Linked DNA regions of Gossypium hirsutum: region 1 is linked to region 2. Evidence: chromatin contacts called from public Hi-C data. All regions are on one chromosome and are shown on one strand. Each heading gives the region's core, a stretch centred on a gene start, on an enhancer-like site or on the middle of the called end of the contact. The rest is flanking DNA. Distances are from core to core; before and after follow the strand shown. Region 1 holds the start of LOC107947345 (8-amino-7-oxononanoate synthase). Region 2 holds the start of LOC107947348 (structural maintenance of chromosomes protein 2-1).

Region 1 (7,682 bases), core at 3,124-5,623, 170 kb after region 2:
TTAATTATTACAACTGAATCACGTAAATACTTTTTAATTTTTAAAATAAAAATTATTTGTATTTAGAATTAAATTAATGAATATTTAAATAGAGTTCACGTAATATTAATAAAACTTAAATATGAAATTTTAATTAATTCATTTAAATTTCAAATTATAAAAAAGTTTTAATTTAATTTAATTGAAACATAGTTCATTAACCTCATTAAATTCTAAACCTTTAAATTGATTTTTTATAAAATTTATCCAGAATTTTTTAAAATTTGGTAATTTATGGATAAAATTATATTAAATAATAAGATTTTTTTTATTTTTAATAACAGTTTTTTTTAAGAAATAAGTATTATTAAACATTTAAGTTTTAAATATAACTTCACCAATTATTAAAAGAAATATTGTACAAGGTAGCATTAAATAATAGTAAACTTCATAATTACGATGGTATAAATTACATATACTATTAATAAAAAATAAATAACTTATATATCAACAAATATTAAATTTTTCATATAACTAAGTTTAAACCTCTTGAATAATTGATTACATGTGTAATTTATTAATAACATTTAATAAACTTTATAACTATAAATATAATTATAAATAATAATATATGATTAATTGTTATATCCCTATCTCAGCTTGGACACGTGGCAGCACGAGAAACGACTTAATAGCGCCCATGAATGGTCCTCTACCTCATACCTCAATGATGACTACCTGCTTTTGGCCACTTGTTTTTTTTTTTGGTGGAATTAGCCACTTGTTTTTATCCCCTAAGGAGGATGTGGCGCCCCAAACTCGACTAGGATTGACAGACCCAAATCCAGAACGTCACATTAGTAACTTGTATGACCTCCTTACCAACCACCAACCACCAATCACACCACAAACCACCATTCATACCACACAAATACATGCATAATAATTGATCCTCAAATAAAAATAAACATACAAATCCTTAGATTCATGCTTCTCTAGTAAAATAATCAATATAACAAGTAGGGGTAAAATCGTCATTTGACCTACATTATATGAAATAATCATAAACATAGATTAAGCATGCATTAAGTATATATAGAATTATTTAAAACAATATTTGAAAGAATCGACTAAATCGATAAGTAAAACTCAAGTAATTTAAAACAAATGTTTAAGGATTAAATTGTAAATTTGGTAAAATATCCGGAAAAATATTTTTGAAAAATTAAAATTAAAATTATGAAATTATACATATACTACTTAATCATGCAAAATTTCAAGGCATTTTATAGTATTTAAAGACTCTAATTGCATTGCATAAAAATCAAGACTCAATTGCAAAAATAACAAAACATGCCAAAAACACTTAGAGAGTTTGTCGTAACAAAATGACTTACCTCATCGCAACATGATTCGGAAAACCTCTCTCATCACGATGATGCAAAAAATGGTGTCCCAACAACAATCCTCGTCGTGACGTCACACGAATATCTTCGCGATGTCACCTGCAATTTCTGCAAAAACATCCTGGAAACCTACATTTGACACTTTGTACCTAAATTAAACATGCCATTTCGTGTTTTCAAGCTAGTTTCTCTATTCTAATTCAAGCTAGTTTCTCTATTCTAACATGTCATATAGCATACAAAGATCATTCACAATATGCTCAATTACCTTAAAACATACAATATCAAAGTTTGACACCCTAAGTAATTAACTAGGCTAGCATCCATTTCCAAGTTAACATATTAAAATACTCAACATGCCAATTAGGCATCTCATGCATTTCCAAGTGCATTTTAGGTTCAGTTTATACCATTTGGTCATTTTAAACTTGTCTCAATGTCCAACTTGCTATTCTAACACTCCTATCAAATTTCAACCATCCACACACCATTCAATCAACTAGACCTCAACCATCTTGTACCATGCATTTCAATCATTGTTCCTAGTCAATCAAACCATCACAAACCAATTATAAAAGTCCTTAAACAGTCCATAAAATGTCCATTTAAAAACCAAAGAAATGTTAAAGTTTAATCCCTTTAGTATGGTCCCACATTGCCATCATTTTCATAGTTGGAAGCCACATCACATATTCAATAAGATAGCCTTATTTGGATCACTTGGCTTGCTCACCTCTCCTCCTTGCTATTACTATTTTTTTTTTTGCAAAATAAACATATAAGAGTGTGGGCTTAAACAAGCTCAGTGAGTGCCCAAAAATTAATAGAAAGCATACTAAGCACAATATCACATATAATCATCAATCCTTAATTTATGATGATACATTGGTGTCTTGTGATTATGAAATATGCACGGAAATACAGCACATCAGATACACAGATCTCCATCACACCAATGACTCATAGAGTCTAACATGTCCCAAATAAGTGTAGTAATAAGCTGACACTCTCCAACAAACCAAACATGTCCCAATGAATGTAGCTTGGCTCAATATTCCCTTATCTCTCCAATATATCCTGAGGCCTCAACGCCCATACACAAAACACATATGCGAGTACTCGAATCTTATGACATGCAACTATATCCAATTATTTCAAGAGATCACAAGGCCAACATATCTATTTTACACATTTATCTTTCTGGTTTATGCATACTTTCACATGTCATGTTCACCATTATTACATCATTATCTTATCCACTTTTTCTTCACTCTCAAGTCTATCACAATGTTCATGGAGCTATATACACTATAATCTCATATGTGTGCAATAAACCAGCAGATCACAAGTCATATTCTGAAATAATCACATCTCATATAATCACATTAGCACATCTTATACACATCACATCATATTTTAGCTTTATTTGCAAAGTATCTTAAGTTTAAATAGAAACACTTACACTTGGAAATTAGGATAGGTGATTATGATACCTAAGCTCCCATTTTAGCACATTGAATTGTGCCTAAAAGCAGCAATTCCAAATCACTCACTGATTTAGCTTTTACTTCAATGTCGAAAGCTCAAACAAACTTTTCTTTCCCCTTCACTTTGCTCGTAGAAGCTCTTGAGGGATCTGACACTTTGCATACACATTAAACATAGTATAAACACATCATGAAAAATTGCAAACACAATCAAATCACATTAAAAATGCAGATCTATGCTCTCCTTTCTCAATACCGAAATCTAGCTAAATTTATCGATATAAGAGACTTGCTCAATTTTCGATCCAAATCCCCAAACATGTTTCTAAACATCCTAATTATTATATTATAATGGATCAAAGCCATCAATTTAACCTAATAGCAAATTTAACCTAATAAGTATCTATATATTTTTTATTCAACACTTTCACATTAAATAAAAATTGAATACGATTATTAAACATATTCAAAATATTAATTGTCTTGACTTGTATAAAGGAGTAATTAAAGCTCTTATTAGACGCACGTTTGGCACAAGTTCAAACTATGTTATCCCGATTCCCTAGTCCTTAGGCTAATATTGTATAAAAAAATAAAACACACTTGTTTATTAACTACTAGAAACTCCCACGGCTAATACTGTATAGAAAAATAAAACAACTTTGTTTATTAACCACTAGAAATTCTATCACACGTATATGCGTATAAAAACCACATATTTAGAACACATATGCTTATTTAAAAAAAACATACAATAAATAATGAGATACGTAATTTGAAATTAATTAATAATAATACATGGAATATGTATAATATTAAAATAGAAAAAATAATAGTACAAATATACAAATGATGAAAGTAATATAGTAAGAATAATAAAATTAAAATGAATAAAAATTATAAAAACAAAATTTTAATTAATTGGTTAATTGATAAATTTAATATTTTATTAATGCAATTGGTATGAATTCAAACTCATCACATATATTTTTTTATTAACTTAAAAAAATAAAACACTAAAGTATTCTTGTATATATTTGTAGTATGTACCTTAAAAAAAATTTTATGCCACAACAAATATTTGTCAAGCGTAAAAATAAAATGCATAATGACTTATTTGGTTTTTTAAAAGTTATTTTAATCTTTTATTTAATTTTTTTATATCTTTTAATCATTGAACTTACATTTTGATAATCCCTTAAAAATAGATAAAAAAATTAATGTGTATTAATTTTACAGACCACATAATAATCTACGTGTATACCACATTAGCAATTAATTAATTTTTTAAAAATAAAAAATATTGAATAATTTTTTTAGAATTTTTAATCATTTTACTTCTTAAAATAAGGTTTATATATATTTTAAAATTTTAAAATTTTAAAAATTAATTATTTGCTGGTATCCATGTAATAATGTATGTGTACCTCGTATTAGTCAAATTATCAAATTGTTAAAATGATTTTTTTTAAAGCAAGTTGATAGCTAAATAAGTTGGCAAAATAAAAAAATTTCGGTAGCTGGTAATTGGACTATTTTACCTACCATTTTATAGCACTCTTATCCCCCGAAAGAGCATTGGTTTCTTCGCTGCGGGAAATGGAGGTTAGCAACTTATGGGACAAATGGGTCGGAGAAGCGCTTTCGAAGCTCGACTCTTTGAAATTGCTTCGATCTTTAAGACCCCTTTACCTTCCCAATGAACAACAGCAAATGAACAATACTGGAGTTTCTGGTAAAGAAGAGTACGAGATGTTCGACGAAGTGCAACCATGGGATCGTTCCTCTGTCAATGTGTCTATTTCTGAACCCACTTACCGTAAATGGCTTCTTGAGATTCCAAGTTCAGGTATTTTTTTGAACAAAAAAAAAAGATTCTCTTTTATTTTGCTTTTATAATTATGGAAATGATAAATGATTACTGAATGAATGTAGATGCAATAACCCTTTTTGTTCTTCTTTGATTGGGAAATGAGTGAACTTTGCTCCCAAAAAAAAGATAAGCTTTTTGAGTTTTTGCTTATTAACTTGGCCCATTGGGCTTATAGGAGATGAGATTGTTCATGGAGAAAGTTTAGCTGATGATACTTTTGGCACGAGCCAACAGCAATTCAAGCGGCTACTTTTGTTCTCTGGAAATGATTATTTGGGCTTGAGTTCACATCCAGCAGTTCGAAGAGCTGCAGCAGAGGTTTGCTTCAAGATTGACTTCTTGGACAAGTATCTGCCATGATTGTTGTTTAAGTAATTTTCTTTTGCTAACTTAATTTCGCAACAGGCAGCTCGAGATTACGGAATGGGCCCTAGGGGCTCTCCGTTAATCTGCGGATACACTTACCACCATAGATTACTGGAGTCAAGCTTGGCAAGCTTAAAGAAGAAGGAGGTATAGAATTAGGATAAGACTTTATACGTGCAGTTGTTTTCATTTGAATTTTTTAATCCATTTGTTGTATGCTCAGTTCATTAGGTGCTTGAATATGTTTGGAAAATGATAGTTAATGATAAAGGTTGAATGATGCTAGTGGTACTTTTGTCTAGATTTTGATTATAAATTCTAAACTAGTTTTTAAACACATGAGCTATTACGTGGATTATATTCAGTATGACATTCTTGTTCTTTCAGTATTTATTCTTTTAACCATAAATATTCTTCTACTCTAAACTTTTCTGAAGACTGATGCTTGTTTTTTGTTTCCGAATTTATACTTTAGGACTGTCTTCTTTGTCCTACAGGGTTTTCAGCCAATATGGCATTGATGGTAGCACTTGGAAACCTTGCATCCCTCCTTGCAGCAGGCAACGTGCCTGTGAAGGATGAAAAAATTGCCATTTTCTCTGATGAACTAAACCATGCATCAATAATTGATGGTATTCGTCTTGCTGAAAGACAAAGAAGTGTAGAATTCTTTGTATATAAACACTGTGACATGTCCCATCTCCGCGCACTGTTGTAGGTTTTTACTTTTCACATAGATTATTCTGATAATCATTCTCTTTCTATGACTTTCTCTAACCATTCTGCATAATGACAATTTTTTTGGATTTTGACAGATCAAATTGCAAAATGAAGAAAAAGGTTGTTGTGACCGATAGGTTAGTCATGTTTCTACAGATGTTCATTACATTCTCATTTCTCTATCCTATAAAAATAAGTAACAGCCAACCTTTCTTCCGCATTTTCATGCTTTTTTTTTTCTGGATGTCCAAGAATATTGTACATTTGCAAATACTATACTTTGCATTTTTTGCATCTTACCAATGAAATACATGTTTATTAATATAACTAGATTTTTGCAACTGCATTCATTTATGAATGATGTACTTTCTACCATATATTGGAACTTACTACTGTATGGCTGAAAACCCAATTTCTTTATCTGTTTGTTTAACTGGTATTATTTGTTCTATATTCTCTTCTACAGCTTGTTTAGCATGGATGGGGACTTTGCACCTATGCTGGAGCTTGTAGAGCTCCGGCGGAAGCATAATCTGTTGTTAGTCATCGATGACGTAAGTTTGCATTTGCATATACAGAACTGCAGGATGATATTACGTGTCTACTTTATAGTACCTTTTTGCAGGATATAATGTAGGCCTTGAATCTATTATGAATTTGTCCTTTTCGAGAGCACAATCCATATAATTCATTCTAGAAAAAGAAAAAATCTAAATTAAGAGAATGAACTTGATCTTGTACTGCATTCTCCACGTATTCTTGGTCACTAGACTGCCCAACATTGAGCTTGTGCATGGTATACAGAAGATGGCTTCTTTCTATTTACATGATTTATCTCTAGTATATGCCATCAATATCTAAGAAGTGCTGCTTGTATGCTTCGCAGGCACATGGAACGTTTGTTTGTGGTAAGAGTGGTGGAGGAGTGGCTGAGGAATTTGAGTGTGAAAGAGATGTTGATATATGCATTGGAACTTTGAGCAAGGCAGCAGGTTGTCATGGTGGATTTATAGCCTGCAGGTAATAGTTTCTTCTTCTTCTTCTTTTAGTGTGGAGAAGAATAGGAAAAGGCCATAGAGCAGCATTGAGGAAACAATAATAGACAACATAGCTATTGTTGACTTAAAATCATCTAGACATGTAAAGGTTTATAGATTTGTCATGTTTGGTCTATGCTGTTTATAGCATTTAAATATCCCATCTGTAGGCTTGCAGAATAATATGATAACTACAAAAATAATAGACTATACACCTTTAAAATTTAGATTCTACTATACACCTTTAAGAATTAGATTCTTTGTCCATTCAGATTTTTTAATGCTAATTTAAAACTTTTATTTTGTGTCCTTTCATGGGGAAATATGCTTTCAAATTATACCCTGGCATAATTCAAAATTACATAGATATGTTCATGATGTTATACCTTAAGATATGTTAGCTCACAATTTATTTTGACTTCAACATTCCTTCACATCTATATCTAAAATACTAACTCACCAAAATACATTTGTATTTTAGCATGTATCTTGATTGAATGTTTCATGTGATTTATGTGAATGTATCATATTTAGTCATGCCAGTCTGAATACCATGTGAACAGCAAAAGGTGGAAACAGCTTATCCAATCAAGGGGCCGTTCTTTCATATTTTCTACTGCCACACCAGTTCCTATAGCTGCTGCTGGGCATGGTAAAACTCAGCATTATTTCAATGTGACCTATTCCTTTTGTTATCCTTTCTATTGTACCAGTAGATTTCAGTGAAATCAGATACATTCTTCTTTATCTTGTGGCCAAATATGCTGCCAATCCCTATACTTTAATGAAGTTTGAGATTTAATCTTTGTACTTT
Region 2 (7,043 bases), core at 1,145-3,644:
TTATTAGTTTTGCAACCACTCCTTTCACCTTTGTCCGGTCAAAATTTTTCACAGGATCACGATAATTGAACTGAACATTTGCTAACTGTGCTGAATGATCCCGTACTTCATCTTTCAGCTTCTGGATGAGCTCCAACTCAGATGCACGGTCCTAGAAAAGTATGTCCATTAAAAAAGATTTAGCCAAAAGAAAATTCAGACAGTTCGCCAATAAGGGAGAGGAGTGGAACCTTTTGCAATGCTTCCATCTGGCCTTCTTTGTATGGAAGATTTTCCAACTCAATTTCAACTTTTTCCAAACCTTTTCTCCTAGAATTAAGCTCATTCTCCTCATCAACTGCTTCTGCACGCTTTGACTTTAATTGGCGTGTTTTCTCTCCTAGCTCCTTTTCACAATGGCTAATTTTTGTTTTCAGCTGCTTCAATTCTGTTTCAGCAGTCCCAACAGCAACTTTGGCATCTCCTAGTTGATCCTCTAGACATTTCTCTTCATTTCCACTGCTCTTGCCAGCTAGGACAGCCTGCCATGTTCATTACACAAACTTCCTCAAAACATTTGGTTTACAAATGAATGCAAGAAATAAAATGCTTATAAAATTATAATTAGAAAAACAATGACATAGCAAGTGTTTACCTGGTGTTCCTTTTCAAGATCTTCCAAACTCTTAGAAAGATCCTCAAATCTCTTGTTCAGATCAGCTGCTCCTTGTTCAGACTTTTGCAGTGCAATAGCTTTACCTTCAATAGACTGCTTTAAATCTTCAATGTTGTGAATGATCTGGGAAAACTAAATGTTAAAATCAATCTTTTATGTGAAAATAGGAACAAAACACTAGAAAGCAGATAAAAACGAAACAAATTCAAGAGAAAATAAAACAGATTTTCTCTATGTTAGATAATTAAAATGCTTGAGCCGATTCCAAAGAAACAGCAGAGCTAGGGGCCAGAAATCTATAACCTTTTCAGCATTCTCTTTCTCACCCTTGAGAGTATCCTCTTTACTCTCCAGCACAGACACTTCCTGCACTAGAGATTTAGATAGTGAATCTACTTCATCAGACAAGGTTTTAACTTCTCCACCCATAGTAGCTTCCTTTTGAGCAGTCAACTTCGATATATTTGTCTCTGTATCCTGAATTTCCACCTTTGTTCTTTCTGCATCATTATCAATTTCAGTTATCTTTGCCTTTACCCTTTCCACTTCACCAACCGCACTATCTCTAATCGTCTCTGCTTGAACATACTCATAAGCAACAGAAAACCTTTTAAGTCGATCCAGCTCCGCATTCCCATTAGCCCATTGCATATACTGCATCCGTTCTTTTCTTAACTTCTCCAAAGCAGGCAGTATTTCTTGATCAAGAAGCTTATTTATCTCATCTACCTTACTCTGTTTCTTCTCGAGTGTTTTCAATGCGAACTCTTTCTTTGTTTCATACATTCTTGTTCCAGCAGCCTCTTCAAGCATTGATAAAATCTCAGGAGGTTTCATATTTAAAACCTTGGTGATGCGACCTTGCATTATCAGAAAATGCGGATTATTAACATTAAGTTGAACCGAATGGAAAAGGTTCTGTACTTGGCTTGGCTGCGCAAGTTTTCCATTGATCAAATATTTGTTCCTCCCACCAACTACAATCTGCAGAGGTTTCAAATATATTTTCAATTAAAAAAAAAAGATAAGAGTTCCATGAAATCATATAAATTAAAACTAAAGAAACGGGAAATCTTGCAAGAATAATTCAAATTGAAATAAAATTATAACTGAAATAAAGGGGGGGGATTTATTCGTGACCTACTTGTCGAGTTACTGTAATCTCAGAGTGATCCGCATAACCAAGTGGACTCCGAGATCTATCGGAGTTGTCGAAAATAATGGAGACAGTTGCCTTAGTAATTCCAGCTTGGCCTTGCTTGTAAACGAGCTCTTGAAGATTGGCAGCTCGAACTTGCTGCAAATTGGTGATACCTAGGACAAAGCAAATCGAGTCCAAAATGTTGGATTTCCCCGACCCGTTTAAACCCGTAATGGCATTGAAGAAGGGATCGAAACCAGGGACGACGGTCCTCGTGGCGTAGGATTTGAACCCTTCCAAACATATTTCCTTGATGTACATTGCGCCTCAATTGCGGGACTCGGAGAAGGAAAATCCTATAATTTGAAAGGACAAGAGAAATGGAGAGAAATCGCATGGGATTGTGAAGAAAATAAGTAGAGATATTGCAATTAGCTTTACCTGGGTTGCCCTTTGGAGGTCTTCAGATGAAAAAAGCGAGTGAGTTACAAATGAAGGTTTAGCAGAAAAGTAAGAAATGGGAAGGCTTTGAGGTCATTTTAAATTCTGAAATTTTGAGAAACTGAAGAAAGAGCGGGAAATACAGATGTCAGAATTGTTTTAAAAATATAAATATATCGCGGAGGAGGATGCCCTGGGCCCTCTTATCACTTCTTTCACGCCCCAACTACAGGGCCTCAACACCCACCCTACTTTTTAGGTTTTACTTCCCAAATTCATTTACAATCCAACTCAAAAAATCGATTTCTTTTGGTTTATTCTGTTTCTTGGTTTAATCAACTTTCGTGTTTGACTTAATTCATTTGGTTTTCAGTTTAACCCTAACACATAAAACCAAAAGTTCATAACCTTACGTATCCAAACTCAAATATCTATTGAAACTCTTAAAAGTCTAGACCCATTAAAATTTAAAACCCAATACCTGTTAATATTTAAAACCCAAATTCATAATTTAAATTTTTTATGATATTCATTTTAATTTTTTATTATTTAATATATATAAAAAAACCTAAATTGATTTAATACCATCCATCCCGTCCGAATTGAAGTGCCAACTCCACCTTAGTCCATCCTTTCCTTGCAGGTCCAACGAAAGTTCATAACCCAACACTCAGTCTTCCAACAATCCAGATCCGTTTCAAGAAGACGCAAACACACAAGACATGACAGATTTTGACAATCAACATTACTAAAACAATGCCTAATATATATGTATCCTACTGAGGCTAAAATTTTGACACTTACCCGACATAATACTTTCTGTTCTATTTATATATGCACAAATTAATACAACATGGAAAGCGAAATTCAATATACACGAATTGCTATGCCTGGTTTATACATCTTTCATCATCAGTAAATACAACTTAAAAAATCATAAACTTTAGCACTTGATATAAAATCTCTAAAATCTTACTGCTACATGTTATGGTTGGTTGAAATGTTGATGCTGGTTTTGCATGGACATGGCTTAGACTGCAAATCTCCAGGTATCACTTCAATGGGGTGATAGCAATTGACAAAAAATCATGAAGGATTATGTACAATGAAACAACTAAAAATGAAGTAACGGCATCTCTGTATATATATAGCAAATCAAATGCCTCGCTGATTAGGGAATTATCTCTCAGTGTCAATAGATGTACCATGAGAAGAGTATGGAAAAGTTCTTCTGAAGACTAACCAATTCTACAGAGAAACAAGGCATGAATATTTAAATAAAATCCCTCCAACACAAAAATCATTCAACAATATGCGCCATTTTTTACTAAGAATGCCGGAACTTAGAGAGCTTGCATCTCCAAGTTTGTGCTAGTCCCAGAGGGTGGTGGTGTGGAATCCTGGTTTTCATTATTGGCGGTCATCTCTTGAACAGGAGGAGGGTTGACAACAGTCATTGGCATGACAAAGTCATCTGATAGCCGTCCCTTCATCTCTCTATGCTCCTGGCATAAAGCACACCAGTGCATGCAGCAATGCACCATGCAAGGATCACAGGGTGAATTCTGCAATTAACAAATACAAGTCAGAAAATGTTAAAAGTAGAAGCTCTTACTCCCATCTGTTTTTGGGCAAACTTACTACTGGATACCGGTACAAATTAATAGACATATTGAAAATTCAAATGTCAGCAACTAAAACTCAGGCATGGATATCAAATTAATTTGAATATGAACCAACATCATTCTCCACAGTCCGTGCCAAAAGACACAACAGGCTAGTGAATTAGTAATCTTGGTAAGAGACAAAGAATAATTACTAATCAATACTAAATTACAATTGATAATATTCAGAAACAAAAGGTTTCAAGACGTTCAAATTGTTAGATAGAACTCTAAGTCAAACCTTTTTTCTTCTTCAAATTTACTTCTATGGATATAAGCTAATTCGCTGATCATAAAAACCATGTTTAGTTTAGTTGGACCAAGTAATACTCTATTTTATGATAGTACACGTGCTTATTTGATAAAATACTGTGCCACTTTGGAACTACTTAAACTGGATAGTCTATATTTAGAAGGTTGTGCTTGTTTTGCATTAATAATAAGTGCATATGGGCAACGAAAGATTAGATACTACCTTGAGATGATACTTTTTCTGTAAGGATTGCCGAGAAAGGCCAGTATATATTCCACACATCCACCAAGCAAACAACAAACCCTCGTAAATGAGAAATGTTGTCTTCGGCTCAATACCATGGACAAAAGCTGTTGCAACTGCCAATGCAATGCCACCTTCAACACAAATAGCATGACAAATGCATGGTGTAGTCCAGGGCGTATCATCTCTCAAGCTCTCAATATTACGCCCAAATAGAACACATGGACAAAATAGTCCCGTCCAGCCTGCAGCACAAATCAATATGCTAATGTAAATCACAATAGCTTTAATGAAGGATAATAGCATAGAAGTGTCCTAGGATAAACTATTTTATTACAGCAGCTTCCTTATAAAAGTTTTCTCCCTCTGTTACACTCGTATAAAACATGCTTACAATCATCAAGCAATCGGAAAATGAGTCTGTTAACATACATAAAAATTTGTTTATTGATTCAAGTATGTAAACATTCTTACACAATTAATTAGAGCTTCTCAACAAATAACAAGGGCAAAGTCATTGTTTGACAAAGTAAAGACATATGAACTTACAACTTTCTGTATCTTCAGCACAGCCAAAAATTCCAGTTGTCCAAGGTTCAACAGCAGGAGGTTCAAAATTTTCAGGTAAAGGCTGTCCACATTCATTGCACTTTCGGACATGCAACTAAGAAACAATCCAAAAGATAAGAGAATATCCCAATGTGCATCTCCCAACAAGAAAAAAAAAAGCTTTCTTTTTTTTTGGGCGGGGGGGGGGGGAGGGTCCTAAGCTGTATCATACTATGTTATATAAATTAATAACTATTATCAACCCTTACAAGTTCATAATTTTCTTGAGGAACAAGATCTAAGGGATAATTACTCCATTACTATCTAATTGGCGAGTGAAGCTCATAAAAAATAGAAAATATAAATAAAGGAAACCCTTAATTATTACAAATAAAAAAAAGTTTAGCACTTCTTAGACACAAATAAAAGCTTTAATCCTAAATCACTCAATTAGTGGAAGATTTGGTCCTAAATTCAGCAATCAGCCAGATAAGTTTGTAAAAGATCTACTGACTAAATTATGCTTCCTATGCACACCGAGAAAAACCATTAAAACGTTCGACAAACATTTTAGAATCGGTCTTCCAAACAGATCTGAGTGTCCCCAAAACAACGCTTCCAACGGTTGATAGGTCATGCGCAAATTTGGTGGATTTCAAACAAATCTTTACCCCGATTTTCAAACTGGTTTCCAGACTATAATTATCAACCTAAAAAAATAGCTATACCATCCTCTCATATCACCAAAGTGAGCATTCAGTAAATAATTAAAGAAAGTGACATGGTAAAGCAATTTCAAAATTCTAAGCAACAAGGTTCTCTATATACAATTCAAAAAAAAAGAAGAAAAGAATAAAATCGTTTTGAGAGAGAGAGAGACCTGAGGAACATCAATGGGCTGATTAAGTTCACCAGGTTGGATATCCTCTAAAGGTACCTGATCTTTTGTCAGCTTAACGTATCTGGATTGCGCGTCCGCCATCTGATCCAAAAGCAAACAAGAAAAAAATTATTAAATTGAAAAAGAAAGAGGAGGCGTACGTACATAGCCGAGTCTTCAAAGTCTTACAACCTCCGAAATGTAGGAGATCTAGGGAGATGGGGGAATTATCAAAATCTCCGAAGGAGTGATTCGGTTTATAAGAAATAAATGGTTAAAGGGTCAACTACAATTTCGTCTCTTCTCCAAGTTTAACTTACGTCTCTCGAGTCTCTCGGTGTCTACAGTTTCGTCTATTAGACTATGCCAATATTAGCGCCCGCACGCACCCGGCGCCAATGACCAACCTAACCCTTCCCCTGGACTTCGTTAAGAACCGGGTTCGGACCAGACTGACGTTACGTGTTGAAAGCGAAAGCTCCCACGTGTCAATTTCACAGATTGACTACTTACTAATTTGGATACCCATCGGACTGATTATATTATTTATATATCAATGAAAATAATATTTACTCATTTTTTATTTTTTTATAATGATTTTTTAATTAGATATTAGTTTAAACTTTTTTTTAAAATTAAAATGTTTACATAAATAATATATAAAAAACTTAAATTTTGTTCTAAATATAATTATTTTTATAATATTTTAAATACATTTTATATAATTTTTTAAATTTAAATTAGTTTTGTAAAAAAATATTTATAAATAGTTTTAAATAATCCGAAAATACCATGTTAATAGTTTTAAATTTCTATACATTTTTAATTAAAAAATTGTAGTATGTTTTTAATCTAATTTTAAACATTTAAGTAAAATTTCTAATAATTTTTAAAAAAATTTAAATATTATGAATATCTTATTAAGTGGATATCCATAATGATAAAGATAAAGCTTTGATATACTTTAAATTTTAATAGTTATTAGAATTAAATCTCTATTTCTTTTATACTTCTTATCCCTATAAATAGAGACTCTAATGAAGCATTGTAATTATCCCTTTTGATCGTTAAAGTTCATTCTCTGTTACTTTTATATTTTCTTTGTTTTTTATTCTTTCTATTTCTCTTTATTTTATAACACGTTATTAGCACGATTCTCAAATTTTTTTTCTAAACCCGCCTCATTCTTATTTTTCATTTGATAACCCATACCTCAA

What was found. A called contact is a pair of places that touch in the nucleus more often than the background predicts.
Region 1: a contact with region 2 is called in a Hi-C map of leaf, with 2.3 times the contacts expected there. The contact joins the promoter of LOC107947345 here to the promoter of LOC107947348 in region 2. A contact is called at or near these places in 6 of 34 Hi-C or Micro-C datasets (hypocotyl and leaf).

What each region holds. Positions count from the first base shown.
Region 1 is chrA03:14,872,360-14,880,041 of Gossypium_hirsutum_v2.1, forward strand. It overlaps LOC107947345 (8-amino-7-oxononanoate synthase), which reads left to right and starts at 4,374. Exons shown (of 11, transcript XM_016881983.2): 1 at 4,374-4,721; 2 at 4,921-5,063; 3 at 5,151-5,258; 4 at 5,587-5,825; 5 at 5,927-5,968; 6 at 6,298-6,385; 7 at 6,718-6,851; 8 at 7,432-7,520. The coding sequence starts at 4,472.
Region 2 is chrA03:14,707,204-14,714,246 of Gossypium_hirsutum_v2.1, forward strand. It overlaps LOC107947348 (structural maintenance of chromosomes protein 2-1), which reads right to left and starts at 2,395. Exons shown (of 21, transcript XM_016881989.2): 1 at 2,238-2,395; 2 at 1,800-2,152; 3 at 959-1,639; 4 at 635-778; 5 at 231-521; 6 at 1-151. The coding sequence starts at 2,117. LOC107947347 (cell number regulator 6) reads right to left here and starts at 6,231. Exons shown (of 5, transcript XM_041108863.1): 1 at 6,019-6,231; 2 at 5,827-5,928; 3 at 4,947-5,061; 4 at 4,377-4,642; 5 at 3,359-3,802. The coding sequence starts at 5,928. The coding sequence ends at 3,581.